Linked DNA regions of Mus musculus: region 2 is linked to region 1. The links are chromatin contacts, called in public HiChIP or PLAC-seq maps. All regions are on one chromosome and are shown on one strand. Each heading gives the region's core, a stretch centred on a gene start, on an enhancer-like site or on the middle of the called end of the contact. The rest is flanking DNA. Distances are from core to core; before and after follow the strand shown.

Region 1 (7,945 bases), core at 2,318-4,817:
GCTGGCATTAAAGGCATGCATGACCACCTCTGGTCTAAAATGCCTTTTTGCTTTTTTAAAGATTTAATTATTTATTTTATGTACGCGTGCTCTATCTGAATGTAAACCTTCATGCCAGAAGAGGCATAGGATCACATTATAGAGATGGTTGTGAGCCACCATGTAGTTGCTGGGAATTGAACTAAGGCTCTCTGGAAGAACAGCCAGTGTTCTTAACCACCGAGCCATTTCTCCAGCCCCTAAATTATCTTTAATGTAGAAGAAAATATAACTTTGGGATGATAAATTTTTCTTTCAACTAGGTGTTATAGAGAAGACCAAGCTTTCTATCGTGGTGAGTGCAAACCCTCACCTAGGACCCCTAGGCACCCTTTCACTGGACACAAAGGCCATCCAGACCATAAGCCTCCTCACGCTCCCTTGCCCCAGCCTGCGTGCTGCTCTCCTCTCGTTACTGGAGCCTGAAGCTCCCTGTTTACACACAGCACTCTGTGTGGCCATTAACTCTGGGAGGGTTTACGGGAACAGAGTCAGCAGCCCACCTCTGCCCAGTGCTAACCTGACCAGGCCCAGTGCTGGCAGCCTTCCCCAGTAATTTCTCCATCCACAAATTCGCCTTCGTAGTAACTTCCATCTTTAAACAATAGCTTCCCATGACCTGGTAAGAGAAACAAAGTGCAGTCAGCTTGTGGGAGTGGCCACAGACCGACCCATGCCAGGTGGGCTCCCTTTGCAGAGTGAAAACTTCAGCTGCCATGGTGGCGCATGTCTTAACCTAGCTACTCAGGAGGCTGGGCCAGTCTGGGCAACACAGTGGAAACTCATACAGACAAAGCAATACATTCCTGACAACCATAGAGGCATGAGCTGTGCACATGAACCTTGTCTGTCCTCCATCCACACGAGGACAAAGGACACATGCGTGTGTGCCCATGCACGACAATGCCCATGGAGACCGGAGGTTGGTGTCAGGTTCCCTGGAGCTAGAGTTATGGGTTTTTGTGAGCTACCTGATGTAGGTGCTGGGAACTGAACTCTGGTCCTCTGCAAGAGCAGCAAGCACTCTTTTGAGCCATCTTTCTGGCCCCTGGAGAACACATTCTTAAAAGTGGGTGACTCTTCAAGTAGCTCTGACAACAGTGCCTGCTTACAGAAGACAAATCCTTAATGGTGGTGAAAAAATGAGAAACATCGTTGTGATAAAAACACCAAGCAAAAGCTGAAAGATGCTAAGAATACAGCCTGCCAGTGAGGCACTTGCCTCATTCGTACAGGCTCTGGGGTCACAAGAAAACAACAACAACAAATTATTAAGACAATATTGGTAAAGGCTGGGTGCAGTGGTGCATTTTGGAGGCCAAAGCAAAAGGATTACAGGTTCAAGGCCAGCCTGGGCTATATATCTAGCAAGACGGTGTCTCAAAAACCTAAACCAAAACAACAAAAAGATACATAAAAGAAAATGAGAAAGATTCTGATAGCCAGCAGATACGATGAACCTTCTTGTTTATGGAGCAGGTAGAGTCTAGACAACGGAAAGTCTAGACTCAGTACTTCTTTGGTGCGTGTGTCTCTGTGTGTGTGTGTCTATGCAAGGACCATTCCAGGGCATGCTCATTTTGTACTTTTTCCCTCTATTGCCAAGGTTTCCTAAAAATCTGGTTCTTTCTTTCTTTCTTTCTTTCTTTCTTTCTTTCTTTCTTTCTTTCTACTTTTTGGCTTTCTGAGACAAGGTTTCTCTATGTAGCTCTGGCTGTCTTGAAACTCACTCTGTATTAAGACTGGCCCTGGGCTGGTGAGATGGCTCAGTGGGTAAGAGCACCCAACTGCTCTTCCAAAGGTCCGGAGTTCAAATCCCAGCAACCACATGGTGGCTCACAACCATCTGTAACGAGATCTGACACCGTCTTCTGGTGTGTCTGAAGACAGCTACAGTGTACTTATATATAATAAATAAATAAATCTTAAAAAAAAAAAAAAAAAGACTGGCCCTGAACTGAAGAGATCCCCCTGCCTCTGCCTCCGGAGTTGATTTCTTTCTTATTAGAAACAAAGCCTGATACCTCGCTTCCATTAACTCTAGCTTGGGAAAACACAGCAGAGCCTCCATGTTGTAAGAGAGGCAACAGGAGGCAGCCTATTAAGAACACAGCTGCCTTTCCCCAGGAATCAACAGATTCAATAATGTCTCACAGCAAAACCTCCACATCGCCTGGCCTTTGTCTGGTGGTATATTCTATAAACTGGAATGCTCACAGACACGAGAGAACAGGGTTCTTTCGTGCCCATGTTTACCTTTTTTTTTTTTTTTTTTTTTTTTGAATACAGAGACACTAAGGCTGATGATTAGAGGCCTGGATGTCCAATAACAAGCATGCAGGACGCCATGATGGTGTTTGTGTGTGACACTCTGGGTCTACTGCCCCACTCTTTCCCTCCCACCAATAGTTCCACCACCCACCAGCATGTGATGACCTCCAAGCCTACAAGAATTGGTCTTACATTGGTTCCACCATGACTGGGTCCAAGTGGTAGTCCCAGTGTGCAGGCGCAGTACCAGGCTATGCTTGGTACAAGACTGACTGCCTCCCACACCTTTTCTCAGGAATCTGGCTCTGGAATGAGCTCTGCAATGATCACAGGCTTCTTACCGTGTTTCTTGCCTCCCTTCCATTCTCCTTCATAGCGGAAGAAAGAATTTGGGTATACATATACGCCATAGCCTGTGTTCGGAAAAGAAGATGAACATAGCAATGGTTTGCCATCAACAGACACAGAGATGGGGCAGCTCAGGGTCTGGAGTAGTCTGCAGGTCATTTCTCATCAGTCTCTTGAACATGACAGGATGGTTAATTGCTCAAGATGGGTGCTCCCTCTCCCTTGCTTGGGTTTTGTTACATGGATAGTACTGAGGGAAAGGCAGGCCTGGCCAGAGGAGGGCTAAGACAAAAGCTGATTGTAGGCTCTTTAAGAGGAGGCGGTGAGGGCACGGAAGCAGTCAACAAGCTCCGTGAGGATACAGCAAAGAGCCCACCCTGCCAGGACCGTCACTATCCTCCTGTCCCCACGGGACAAAAATCCACACTCACTCCTAATTACTCCTGGCTGCCTCATCTTTTATCACGCAGCCAGCTCTGAGACATCACACCCAACACCCATCTCTCAGTTCCTGAGATGGATAAGCAACCCCACTGCTTTCTTGCCAGCAAGTCGCAGCCTGGGACGGGAAGACAGTGGCACTAGCATGGACTCTGACCTCATATCGATCCTGTTTCTCCGGTTTTAGAACAACTTTTCATCAGACTGCATTGGGCGAACCTCGTGTGCTCACCCAGCCAGCCTGACCTCAGCTCTACCTGCCCCCCCTGACGCAGGGTCGGCTGGCCGTGAGCCTGCAGCCTGGACCACGCCTGTGGAGCACGCGAACGCGACGGAGCTCCAGCGGGGAGACGCAGCCCGTACCGTTTCGCGGCGGCAGTCTCGGCGAGTGCCGACGCGGCTGGAGCGAAGCCTGGTAGGGATCGCCAGCTGCCTCCATCTTGCCGCCAAAGTTTCCCTAGCAACCATAAAGCTGCCTTCCATTGGCCTCCGGTTGCCATGGGGCGTGGCCAGGAGACCATAACATCCGAAGCAGCGGCGCCGGATCCGGAGCCTGAGGACGTCAATGCGCCTGTGCACCACGGCACGTTTCCGCCAACCCCGTCCTTCCGCCGGGAAGCGCTCCCGCCAACGGCCTCTGCGTCCATACCGGAAGCGGAAATGGTTGGAGCTTGGGCCCCGCCCCGCGGCCATCTTGGCGGCTGGAGGCGCCGCGGGACGGAACGGAAGTGCCTGTGCAGCTTCCCGGATCCGGAGCCGAGCTCTGGCGGCCGCCCTGCCCGCCATCCTCCTTCCGCAGCCGTGAGGGAGACCGCGGCTCGGCTGCACCGGAGCTGCGAGGTGCTGGGGGTGGGCTGGTGGCGCGGACCTGGTCGGGCGGCACACCACCGCCTTCCTCTGGGCTGTCAAGGCCACGGGCGAGCCGGCGGGCGGCGGGCGGGCGGGGCCGGGCAGCGCCTTTGAGCCTGGCGAGGGGTTGCCAGGGGCGGGCCGATCTCCGAGAGGGGTGCGCGAGGGGACTGCTGAGCGCTGCCCGCCGCGGCTCGCGCGCCGCCCCGACCCCCCGGCCCCAGGTCGTGGAGGAAGGTGGCCTGTTGTTGCCTGCACAGATCCAGGCGGCATGTGTTAGGTGTCCTCTTGCTACCCCACTACCGTGTTCAGTTTCGGGGCACACGTGTAGGAATTAAGCCCGAGCGCGAAGACAGTTACTGAATGGATCGAAGGGGTGCTGGTTAAATGGGTCTAGATTATATGGTGACATTAAGGCAGTAAAATGTCCAGCCCTCCAGGCTGTACTTCCAGCGTGGAGCAGATAAGGCTACATTGTCTCCCTTAGCAGGGTATCAGTGCAAGAGGGCTTCATACTTCCACATTGAGAACCCCCAGTGGCTTTTCTTTCTTAGTTCTTAATAACAGATACTATCCAGGAGGTGGTGGTGCACGCCTTTATGTGAGGCAGAGGCTGTGAGTTTGAGGCTAGCCTGGTCTACATGGAGCAACCCTGTTGGGGGCGGGGGGAAGACTTAGAGACTAGTTATACGTCTTGGAACTGCCTGTTTTTTTGATGTGAGTTTTTTTTTTTTTTTTAACCCTCATTAAGGTGCTCAGAAGAGCATCAGTAAACCCATACTCAGCCCCTTAGATCCAGGTTGTGTGTTGGGGAACTGGTTGCGGTGGAGGTAGAACATAGAGAAAGGGCTGGGGATGATCCAAGATGATCATTTCCCACCCCACCCCCAAAGGTGAGAGGGGCCCAGAGAGGGAAGGACTCAGAGGGGCAGGGTCTGGAAGGGTTGACAGGGAACAACTCTTGAGGCATGCAGGTGCAAGAGGCAGCGACCCCCAGATGCTGTGCAGAGCGCTTTCTTCTCTGTGGTGTATTACTAATTTAGGAGTGATGGATTGCAGAAACTAGACAAATGATGGGCTCCAGAACACGGGGGTAATGTTCTGTGTGTGGTACTTGTCCCCCTTAGAACAGTTTTTGTCTTGTTTTTTTTTTTTTTGTGACAGAGCATAGAGCAATTTCAGTAGATATGTGACAAGCACTGTAGGTCGTGAGGCCCATCCTAAAACAAATCAAGGTCCCTCAGGGAGGAGCGTGCATTCCGGTGAGAGGAGATTGAGAGATTACTAGAAAGGGATTGGAAAACAGTTGTTACAGAAAATGCAAACAGTGACGTGACATGGAAACGTGGAAACGGTGGTCATTGTGGACAGCATGGAGGGCCTCTCTGACCTTTAGTCTGAATGGAGAGAAGAGGATTGCAGCTAGAACAGCTGGTATGAGGGCTGCCCTAACCCAGGAACAAGTCTGAAACATTGAGGGCTGGCACTTGGTTCACCACAGGCTGCCGGTAGATCCTCATGAGAACCCTTTGAGGAAGGCACTGAGGTGCTCGCCCCGTTTTCCAGGTCCGAACCCCAGGCATTCCTCAGTGGCTGTCCCAGATCACACTGCTAGGAAGTGCAGTGCTGGGATTTGAAGCCGGCAGTGGGACTCCAAAGTTCACATTCTTAATCTCTATGCTGCCTCTCTCGGGTTGTTATTGGCAGTGAGTTTAATCAAGATGTAGAGCAATGTTTGTCTGATAATCAAAACTTGACTAATGTGTTCTAGGTAGGCTTTCTACGCATCATCTGAAACAGAGTTTTAAGATCAGCTTAGAGTACAGACTTTAAAGGAGCAGCTCCATCGTTTTTTCTTTAAAATGGCCTCACTGTGTAGATGGGTTGGTCTGTAACTCACTATATAGACCAGGCTGACTTCAACTCACCTGCCTCTGCCTCCTGAACTGGGACTAAAGGTGTGTGCCACCAGGCCTAGTATTTTCCTTTTAATACTACTCTTGTCTCAATTTAAGCAAAAGTTTTTTTGTTTGTTTGTTTGTTTTTTTGGGGGGGGTTCCGAGACAGGGTTTGTCTGTATAGCCCTGGCTATCCTGGAACTCACTTTGTAGACCAGGCTGGCCTCACTCAGAAATCCGCCTGCCTCTGCTTCCCATGTGCTAGGATTAAAGGCGTGCGCCACCACGCCTGGCACAAAAGTGTTTTAAAAATCCCTGTAAAATAATGGGACATTTTCGTATACTATAGGGTAAAGAATTTGACTAACACAGTTGGGCTTTGGCCTAAGTGGAATGGCCATTCTAGGTAGTATACTCTAATGTGGCCTCTATTTAAATGTGGAGTCCCCCAGATAGGGGGAGCCACAACTAGGTTCTTCAGTTAAATTGTGAGCATTTCGTTTATGCACACACCTGAGGCCAAAGGGCGTTCTCATTCTCCTGGGCAGCTCTGAGCACTGTACTCAGTGGACCCAGGAAGTGGCAGCACACTGGCAACTCTTACTGCAGACTTGAGACTGAGTTCTGTGGGTGCTGCGAAGGTTGTCACATTATGTGGCCACTTATATCTGGTTCCAAAGGACCCCAGGGCTGAGGCAGGGTGGGCTGGAGGTGTTGGATCTCTCCTGCTGCCGCCACACTGCAGCATTTGTGAGCCTGGTTTCCTACCTGCTTTGGGAGCATTAAGACCAAGCTCAGGGCTTGGCTGCAGTTGAAGGCTGCCTGTGTGTCTGCCTTTAGAAGAGCATCATTTTGCACATGGTGAACCTCAGGCTGACTGTGGCTAGAGAGGGTGTTGAAGGCCTTTCAGCTGCTCAGCACAAGTAGATTTAAGTCATACTTGAACTACAGTTTGTTTCTCCTCTTCACCCTGTGGGTAGCAGAGGGACCTGGGACAGGCACTGCTCATAGACTTGAGAGGACCAGGACCACAAGATTTTCCCCTCCTGCTTCTCAAGTAGGACTGATGACAGAGGTCCCATCACTTAGCAGTTTCCCTGAGTCTATATCTGAAGAGCTGGATACCAAGCTGGACCTGAGCTGCTGCCAGGCCTAGCACTGCTGAGGTCTGTCCTCTGTGAAATCAAGGGTAATGATGGTTTTCTTGGCTGTCTGGGTTTTACAGTGAATTCTGCCTGGGATCCGTGCAGCATTGGAAATGGCTAGGGGCAGATAGGGTCACCTTCACAGTTGCTAGATAAGAAACAGGGTCGCGGATAGATGGACTGCCTGCTAGTCCTGGTGATGGGGAGAGGGCCTGGCCCTGGAGTATAGATCCAGGACAGAACAGGAGGACTGGGTGCTTGGTGAAAACCCAAAGAGATGCTTTGGATGAAATGTCAAGTCATAAAAAGTTCTTGACAGACTGGTCAGTAGAGGGGAACGTTTTCATATCCCTGAATGCTTTTTATTTATTTTTAAAAGAATTTTGTATTTATCTCAGTTACAGAATGTCTGAAGGGGACAGTGTTGGAGACTCTGTCCATGGGAAGCCCTCGGTGGTGTACAGATTTTTCTCACGGCTTGGACAGGTGAGTAGATTTGTAGATCATTAGAACTATTTGGAAGGGAAGCTGTGTGTCCTGACAGATAGATTCTCCTGAAGGGTGAGAGAGAAGCTCGCCTACAGCTTGCCCTGGGCAGAAGCTTTCGCTTTCAGGCCTTGGCTGGTTTCTTTGCCATGAGTACACATGTTCCAGGAAACGGTCAGGTAGAGGGGTCTGGACACTGGAGACTTCTCTTCCTGTTTCTGTTTTGTTGCTGCTGCTGCTGCTGCTCTTCTCCCTCCCCCTCCCCTTCTGCTCCTCCTTTTCCTTCCCCCCTCCTCCTCCTGCTCCTCCTCCTTCCCCTCCTTCTTTAAACTAAAATCCTTTTATCTCGATGGTGTAGACAACAGTGGTCCTTGATCTTCTCTTTCCACTCCTCCTTTTCCTCAACCTGACACCCGCATTCTGGTAAACCTCAGCCTTCTTTTGCCCTCAGGTGTTTGTTGGGTGTTG
Region 2 (7,945 bases), core at 1,365-3,864, 700 kb before region 1:
CAAGCTATCAGGAAAGCCGCATCGTTCACAAGCATATTGCAGCCCTTCCTTTGAAACCAAAAAGCCTAAAACAATTCCTGGAACAATTCTGCAGTTTGAATGTGTCTTCCCAAAGTTCACATTCAAAACTTCTTTCCTTTCATTTTTTTAAATGAATGAATTATTTTTAATTCACTTTTATCCTGAAAAACATACTTTCTAAAAATATTTGTTGCTGATATTGGCAGGTGGGGACTTTGATAACTAAGGTTAATTCAGGCCATAAAAGTGGGGCCTAGCATTTATGACTTACACATTCACACAGATGCACATAAATAAATTGTGTGTGTGTGTGTTTCCGAGTGTGCACTTCAATGTGAGTACCCTCAGAGCCAAAAGTATATATCAGATCCCCTGGAGCTGGAGCCACCTATCACGAGTACTAAAAATCAAACCAAGTATGTACTGCTCTTACAGTGGATCTAAGTTCAATTCCCAGCGCCCACACTGGGCATCTCAGAGCCACGTGTAACTTCAGTCCCAAGGGATCTGGCTCCTCCTCCTACTACTACTTCCTTTTCTTTCTTCTTTTCTTTTCTTTTCTTTTCTTTTCTTTTCTTTTCTTTTCTTTTCTTTTCTTTTCTCTCTTTCTTTCTTTCTTTCTTTCTCTTCTTCTTCTTCTTCTTCTTCTTCTTTCTTCTTCTTCTTCTTCTTCTTCTTCTTCTTCTTTCTTCTTCTTCTTCTTTCTTCTTCTTCTTCTTCTTCTTCTGCTTCTTCTTCTTCTTCTTCTTCTTCCTTCTTCTTCTTCTTCTTCTTCTTCTTCTTCTTCTTCTTCTTCTTCTTCTTCTTCTTCTTCTTCCTTCTTCTTCTTCTTCTTCTTCTTCTTCTTCTTCTTCTTCTTCTTCTTCTTCTTCTTCTTCTTCTTCTTCTTCTTCTTCTTCTAAGATAGAGTCCCAGTATGTATCTCACTATATAGCCTTAGCTAGCCTAGAACTCACTATGTCATTTGACATGGAATTTATAAAGCTCTGCCTGCCTCTGCCTCCCAACTGCTGGGATAGAAAGTGTGTAGTACTACCATGCCCAGCTTTGACTCCCACTTCTGGCCTCTGAGGACTCTCCTGCGTATGTGCACATACCCACATATAGATACACATACACACATAATCAAAAATAAAATGTCGAGCCGGGCATGGTGGCGCATGCCTTTAATCCCAGCTCCTTAAAAGTACGTTTCATAGGCTAGCCAACAAGAAGCAAAGATCTGGACTGACATAAACATTCATAGTGGGATGTGTAGTGAGAATATTCGTTCCTTTAAAAAACAGAAATATAGGCCGGGCAGTGGTGGCACATGCCTTTAATCCCAGCACTTGGGAGGCAGAGGCAGGTGGATTTCTGAGTTTGAGGCCAGCCTGGTCTACAAAGTGAGTTCCAGGACAGACAGGGCTATATAGAGAAACCCTGTTTCAAAAAAACAAAACAAAACAAAACAAAACAAAAACAAAAATAAATGTCAGAGCCTAGAGAAATGGCTCAGCAGTTAGGAACACTTGTTACTCTTACAGAAGACCATGGCTAGATTCTCAGCACCTACAAGGTGACTCACAACCTGTACTGACAATTTTGGAGTTTTGGTTTCCTTGAAAAACACAGAAATATTATAAGGTAGTGTTTTCATTTTGATTCTAGGCATAGGGATATGGAGCTGCTTTGGACTGTGCACAGGAGATGGCTATCATTTGTCTTGTTCTCTAACAGGTGTGATTTTGCCAGGTGCGGATAATTTCTGTGATTGTGTGATGTTTGTAATTCTGGGGACTTTTCACAGAGTATAGAAATGTTAGGGCCTTGAGAGGTGCGGTGGGTTGTTGGCTGGTTGCTGGTGGTTGTGGTTTGTTATGGGAGTTCTCTGACAACCAGAGCTGGGGCTTACCTGACTCTGTTCCCTGCCTGTAGATCCTGTTCCCCTAACTGGGCTGCCTTGTCTAGCCATAGTGGAAGAGGATATGTGTGTGTGTGTGTGTGTGTGTGTGTGTGTGTGTGTGTGTGTGTGTGTAAATTACAAGAATGTGTGCTTAGTAAGGAGATAATTTACAACACTTAAAATTTTTTGGATGTATTTATTTTACTTTATGGGTATGAACATTTTGCCCAAATGTATGTATGTATGTATGTATGTATGTATGTATGTGCACTACAAGCATCCCTAGTGCCTATGAAGACCAGAAGAGGGCTGGAGTTTTCAGTGGACTATATGCTCCCATCATCTGAAAGGCTTGTTGTATACTTCCATGATTGATTGGATTTAGTACAGAGCAACTGCAACTGCTGTTAATTAGGTATCCACTCTGTGCCGGGTACTACCTTAAGCACTACTAACTGTACAACCCTGTCATGCTGTGAATCACTCCACAACATGAAGTCACCTGGTGTCAGATAAGGGGAAGTGCAGGGGCTAGTACTGGGAAATGAGTTAATAGTTCGTCCCTAAATGGCAGCTATTGATAGAGCTTCTGTCATCGCCAAGATCTGTGAAATGAAGCCATTGTTTGGGAGAACTGGGAGATGGGCTGAGAGAAAGGAGGGCCCCAGTGCTCAGATGGGAAGAGCTCTGTAAGACCTGAGCCGAGCACATAGGCGCTGCCTGCCTTTGCCTGGTAAAGAGGCCCAACAAGGTAGCAGGGGAAACTGTGGCAGAGGTGTAGCCCTGGAGACTGATATTCAGTGCTAGATTAAACTGGATGAGAGTCTACTCTCTGATGGCGAGGATCTAGATGTGAACTGAATCTGGGGAGGGTAAAAGGCTCTCTAGTCTGGGCCTAGGGTGGTTGGAGGAGGGGGATTAGGCCTGCTGCCTACCACTGTGATCTTGGGGGAACATCCTTCAAGCCCCGCGGCACGACATGAGTGAGCAGGAAAGGGAGACAGAAGAGGATGAAGGCGTTGCCTCAGACACAGCACCCATGCTACCCCGAAGAAGGCCTACTGATTACCACATCTCAGTCCTGGCTCCTATCCTGGCCACCCGAGGCCTCGGGACCCTGGTGCTGTCTGGCCGGGCTCTAGTTGGGTTCCTGCTTCATCTGCTGCTACCTGGAACAGTCTTCCTGCTGGTGTTGCTACCAGCAGCTGCCGTTGTCTACCTGGGATTCCTGTGTCACTCAAGGGTGAGCAGTAGCCATTGGTTAGTCCCCGGGAAGTGGGGAAGTGAGAGTTCTGTGGAGGTTCAAGTCCTTGGGGTTGAAGGTGAATCTACCCCCTTCTAGCCTTGCCCCTTTGTAACCAGAGATATATGCATCCTCCTGTTATGCCAACATCCCTGCCAGCTGCAGTCAAAGAAAGTCTCTTTGTTACTCGGTGAACAGCTGTCTTGCTTCCCCCCCCCCGCCCCCCCCCCCCAGGCCTCTTAGCTTTGTACCAGGAGGTACTAGGGCCTGGTCAGTGAGGTTGATGTGGAGATAGGAAAAGAAATTGTCAGATTCACCCGTCCTCAGTGCTTCTCCACTCCTCATACTCCTCCCCCCCACCTCCTCCCCCCCACCTCCTCCCCCCCACAGCCCTTCCCTGAACCCTCTTGACCTTGGTTAGGCTTCCGCTCATCTAAGGCTTGACCTATACATAGACGACCCCTATATCCCCTTTCTGAAGCTGATAGAGAGAAACGATGCTAGCTGGGTGACAGTCCAGATGGAGCCATATCAGCTGTCAACAGGTAAGGGGCATGGAAGGAAGCTCATATGGGGACAGGAAAACTGGGTTGGGAGAGCCAGGGAGGTTCTCTGGCCTTTCCTTAAGGAATCCCCGAACACACACTCTTGGTTCTGTTCTCGCATTTCTGTCCAGGCTCCACCTCCAGGCAGGCCTCCCAGCCTTACGCTTTTCTTTCTGGACTCTGCCCTGAGCTCGGGGCCCAGGACCTCCCTCACCCCTGCGCTGCTCTGGGGCCTCCCCGCCTGACTGCACGCCTCCACTGTCCACAGGTTCATCCGGCTCCGGGTCCACGGTGCCGAGCGCTGCTCTCGGACCGCGGCTCCGCGGCGCTCATTGTGTTCGGATTGCTCTCCCTGCCGCCGCTCGTGGTGCTCGCCGCCGCCGCGCGCTCCCTCCTGGTCCGGCGACTACGCCCTGCGCTGCCTGATCCCGCGAGGACCCCGGCTCCGCGCCGCCCGCCCAGGAGCAGCGGAGATCTGGCCGACGGCCACCCGGACGAGGACAAACAACTCTGTGCTTGGGTCTGACGCCTCAAGGTCTCTGCGCGTCAAGAGCCTCCCAGGTCCCTCGACCCCCGTAAAGTGGATGACTCGGGCGGCTGCTTTGGGGCTCTGAGAGCAGTGCTCGAAGTCGCCAGGAGATGGCAACAGGGTCCCTCAGAAGAGGGAGAAAGGGTGTCCCTTCAAGAAAAGCAGAAAAGCATATTATGTCTTCCACCCAATTCTGTGGTCAGCAGCCGACTTGGCAGCTATCTCTGAATCCCCCCCCCCAACCACGCATAATTCTAGAAGCTCCGGTGTAGCCAGTAGCAACCAGACGTCATGGCTCAACTTGCGGGATCAGCTGAGTCCTCCAAGGTCTTGACCTTGTACAGGACAAAAGATCAGTTGGGTCCATGGTCAAACTATTGCCCGGATCAGGTTTGAGATAGGATCTGGGATCAGTGATTCAGTGTAAGTGCAGGATCGGCGTGTCGTTGTTAATATGTAATTTATTTTTATTTATTTATTTTTGTGCGTGTGTGTATTGATGTTTTGCCTGCATGTGTATCTATGTGGGGGTGTCACAAGCCCTCGAACTGCAGTTACCGGCAGGTGCGAGCTGCAATGTGGGTTCTAGGACTGCAACCTGGGTCCTCTGGAAGAGCAGCCAGCTGTCTTCTAAAGGACCCTGAGCCATCTCTCCAGCTCCTAGCACTCAGCTTGCATTCGGGGTCAGGTATCAGCGCATATCTAGAACTGGAGCTCATTCTCTGACCAGGGGTCTTTCTTTTGAGACAAGTGGCAGAATACGAGCTCATTTTACAATGTGGGTAATGTTAAGATTTATCTTTGTATTTGGCATGCTACAGTTTGACTAACATGTTCCTACTTACGCATAAATTATCATTCTCCTTTCCCTCCCTGTCTCCTATCTTCTCCTCTTCCTGGGACTCGTACATACTAGAACTAGAATATCTTGTTTCTTTTTATTTTTATAGAATATCTTATTTCTTTTTATTTTTAGTAGTCCTGGGATGGACTTATAAATGTTAGGCAAGCACTCTACCACTGAGCTATAGCCTTAGCTGTGGATATATTTTTAAAATTTAAAGTATTTTTAAAATTATTATTTTTGAATTTTATTTGTAGACCAGGCTAGCCTTGAACTCAGGGAATCTGCCTGTCTCTGCCCCACTCCCCACCCCCAAGTACTAGGAATAAAGGTGTGTGCTACCATCCAGGGTTAAGCCTTGAACATTTTAATTTTAAAACAGAAATTCTACTACTTCTACTACTGAGTGAGCCCTCCAGATCTGTTTTGGTTGTAAGGTTCTGCTTCAATTCCTGCCTCCAGGTTCTTGCCTTGAGTTCTTGCCCTGACTACTTTTAGTGTAGTGAGATCTGGGAAATGTAAGATGACATAAACCTGTCATGATGGGTTGTCTTTTGTCTGTTTGCCGGCCTGCCTATCTATCTGTTTTGTTTTGTTTTTAAAGATGTATTTATTTATTTATATGGGTACACTGTAGCTGTCATCAGACACACCAGAAGAGGGCATCAGATCTCATTACAAATGGTTGTGAGCCACCATGTGGTTGCTGGGAATTGAACTCAGGACCTCTGGAAGAGCAGTCAGCACTCTTAACCACTGAGCCATCTCTCCAGCCCCTATCTGTTTATTTTTAAGTCAGGGTTTCTCTGTGTAGCCTTTGCTATGCTGGAACTTACTCTGTAGACCAGGCTGGTCTTGAACTCACAAAAATCTACCTGCCTCTGCCTCCCAAAGGCTGAGATTAAATGTGTGTGCCACTGCTCGGTTGGTTGGTCTTGAGTTTTTTTTTATTTGTTTGTTTGTTTTTAAATAATTTATTTTATTTAATATACATTGGTGGCTTTGCCTGCATTCATGTCTGTGTGAAGGTGTCAGATCCCCTGGATCTGGAATTACAGACAGTTGTAAGCTGCCACGTGAGTGATGGGAATTGAACCCTGGTCCTCTGGAAGAGCAGCTACTACCGAGCTATCTCTCCAGCCCTTTGATCCTGATGTTTTATCAAAGCAATAGAAACCTAAGGCAGGCACTAACTTTAATAGTCTTGTCCAGAGACAAAAACAACCAGTCATCTTAGGTTCCCTTATGGCACTAGCTCATGGCCCTCAATACAGAGTACTCGCCCCTTCCCCTCTCTGCACCCCAGCATGTCTCTCTGTCCTGTGTTCAGAGAACTCTTTATTTTCCTATCAGTTCCCTTCAATATGCTGGTTGCTTCTTATTGTTGTGTTATTACTTTTTTTTTCCAGGACGAGTTTTCTCTGTGTAGCCCTGGCTATTCTAAAACTCACTCTGTAGATTAGTCAGACCTTGAACTCAGAGATCTGCCTGCCGCTGCCTCCCGAATGCTTGAATTAAAGGAGTATACCACCACTTTCTAGCTTGTTGCTAGATGTGTGTGTGTGTACATGTATGGATGTGCATGTGCCACAATGTATGTGTGTTGTGACAGTCAGAGAGGACAACTTTTAGGAGTTGTGGGTCCCAGGGATGGAACTCAGGTTGTCAAGGTTGGTAGCAAGTGCCTTAACACCATGGGTCATCTCTCTGGTCCCTTGGTTTATGTTTTTGTAATGTTTAATTGTTGGGGGCGGGGGGTTGTTTGAGACATATTTTCTTGTAAGCCCAGCAATATGTTAAAAATATGCTCATTATAATTTACCTGGAATCTAATTGTATCAGACTTGTTTTGTTTTGTTTTTGTTTGTTTGTTTGTTTTTACTTTAACTTTTGCAACTCTAACCAGGATGCTCTAGAACTCATGAACCTCCTGCCTCAGCCGCCCACATATTGGAATTATGAACATGCCTCCATGCCCAGACCTAACTTTTTTTTTTTTTTTAAAGGATCCAGCACACTGTTTTGCCAGTGTGGCTCAGCCAGGGTCAGACCTCAGCCTAACTAGGATTGAGTGAATTTTGTAGTCTCAAGCGTAGCCCAGTGTGTGGCTGAGTCCGGTCTGTAGGGTGCCTTGTGTGTCTTGGGGCTTTCCAGCCTTCATCCGTGTCCAGCTTTGATTCTTTTCCTGGTCAGACAGAATGACGGAGCCAGCTGGTCGCCAAGCGGCCCAGGAGTGCTTCCTCCGGAATGAGGCTGCCTTCCTTCTGCTGGCCAACCCCAGAGGTGGAAGATGAACACTCTCCTGGGAAACTCTTGGCTGAGGATTGGATCTGCCTGGCCCCACAGTCATCAAAACAACAGCTGGGCCTGGTGGGGGTGGGGAGGTGACTGTAGAAATCAACTCCCAAGCTTAAGTGGCTGCTGGTGGGGTGAGGAACTCTGTCACAGCAGCTGCCTCAGACATTCCATTTCCGAAAGGTGTTTCCCAGCTTCCCAAGCCTATCTTGAGCCTTGGGTGTCCTCCAGTGGCCATGGGGATGTCCAAGGGAGGGCAGTGGGATGACCTACTTCAATCCAATCTTCCAAATTTTTCTCTTTTCTCTTCTCTTCTCTTCTCTTCTCTTCTCTTCTCTTCTCTCTTCTTTTCTCTTCTTCCTCTTCTTCCTCCTCCTCTTCTTCTTCTTCTTCTTCTTCTTCTTCTTCTTCTTCTTCTTCTTCTTCTTCTTCTTCTTCTTCTCCTTCTTCTTCCTTTTCCTCTCTCTCTCTCTCTCTCTCTCTCTCTCTCTCTCTCTCTCTCTCTCCTGGCCATGCTTTCAAAGGAACACTGTGTGCAGAGCATGGTGGATTATATCTGTAATCTCAGCACTGGGGAAGCTCA

Evidence for each region. HiChIP or PLAC-seq counts read pairs in DNA pulled down with a chosen protein or histone mark.
Region 2: a contact with region 1 is called in an H3K4me3 HiChIP or PLAC-seq map of bone marrow-derived macrophages, with 2.8 times the contacts expected there. The contact joins the promoter of Tmem88b here to the promoter of Morn1 in region 1. A contact is called at or near these places in 1 of 39 promoter capture datasets (liver), 1 of 15 datasets of contacts at CTCF or cohesin (embryonic stem cells) and 2 of 115 datasets of contacts at active chromatin or transcription factors (bone marrow-derived macrophages and memory CD8 T cells).

The regions. Positions count from the first base shown.
Region 1 is chr4:155,082,199-155,090,143 of GRCm38.p6, reverse strand. Morn1 (MORN repeat containing 1) reads right to left here and starts at 3,567. Exons shown (of 14, transcript NM_001081100.1): 1 at 3,463-3,567; 2 at 2,652-2,723; 3 at 560-658. The coding sequence starts at 3,538. It overlaps Rer1 (retention in endoplasmic reticulum sorting receptor 1), which reads left to right and starts at 3,791. Exons shown (of 7, transcript NM_026395.2): 1 at 3,791-3,939; 2 at 7,390-7,477. The coding sequence starts at 7,397.
Region 2 is chr4:155,780,543-155,788,487 of GRCm38.p6, reverse strand. It overlaps Tmem88b (transmembrane protein 88B), which reads left to right and starts at 2,614. Exons shown (of 2, transcript NM_001033394.3): 1 at 2,614-3,149; 2 at 3,963-6,897. The coding sequence starts at 2,886. The coding sequence ends at 4,220.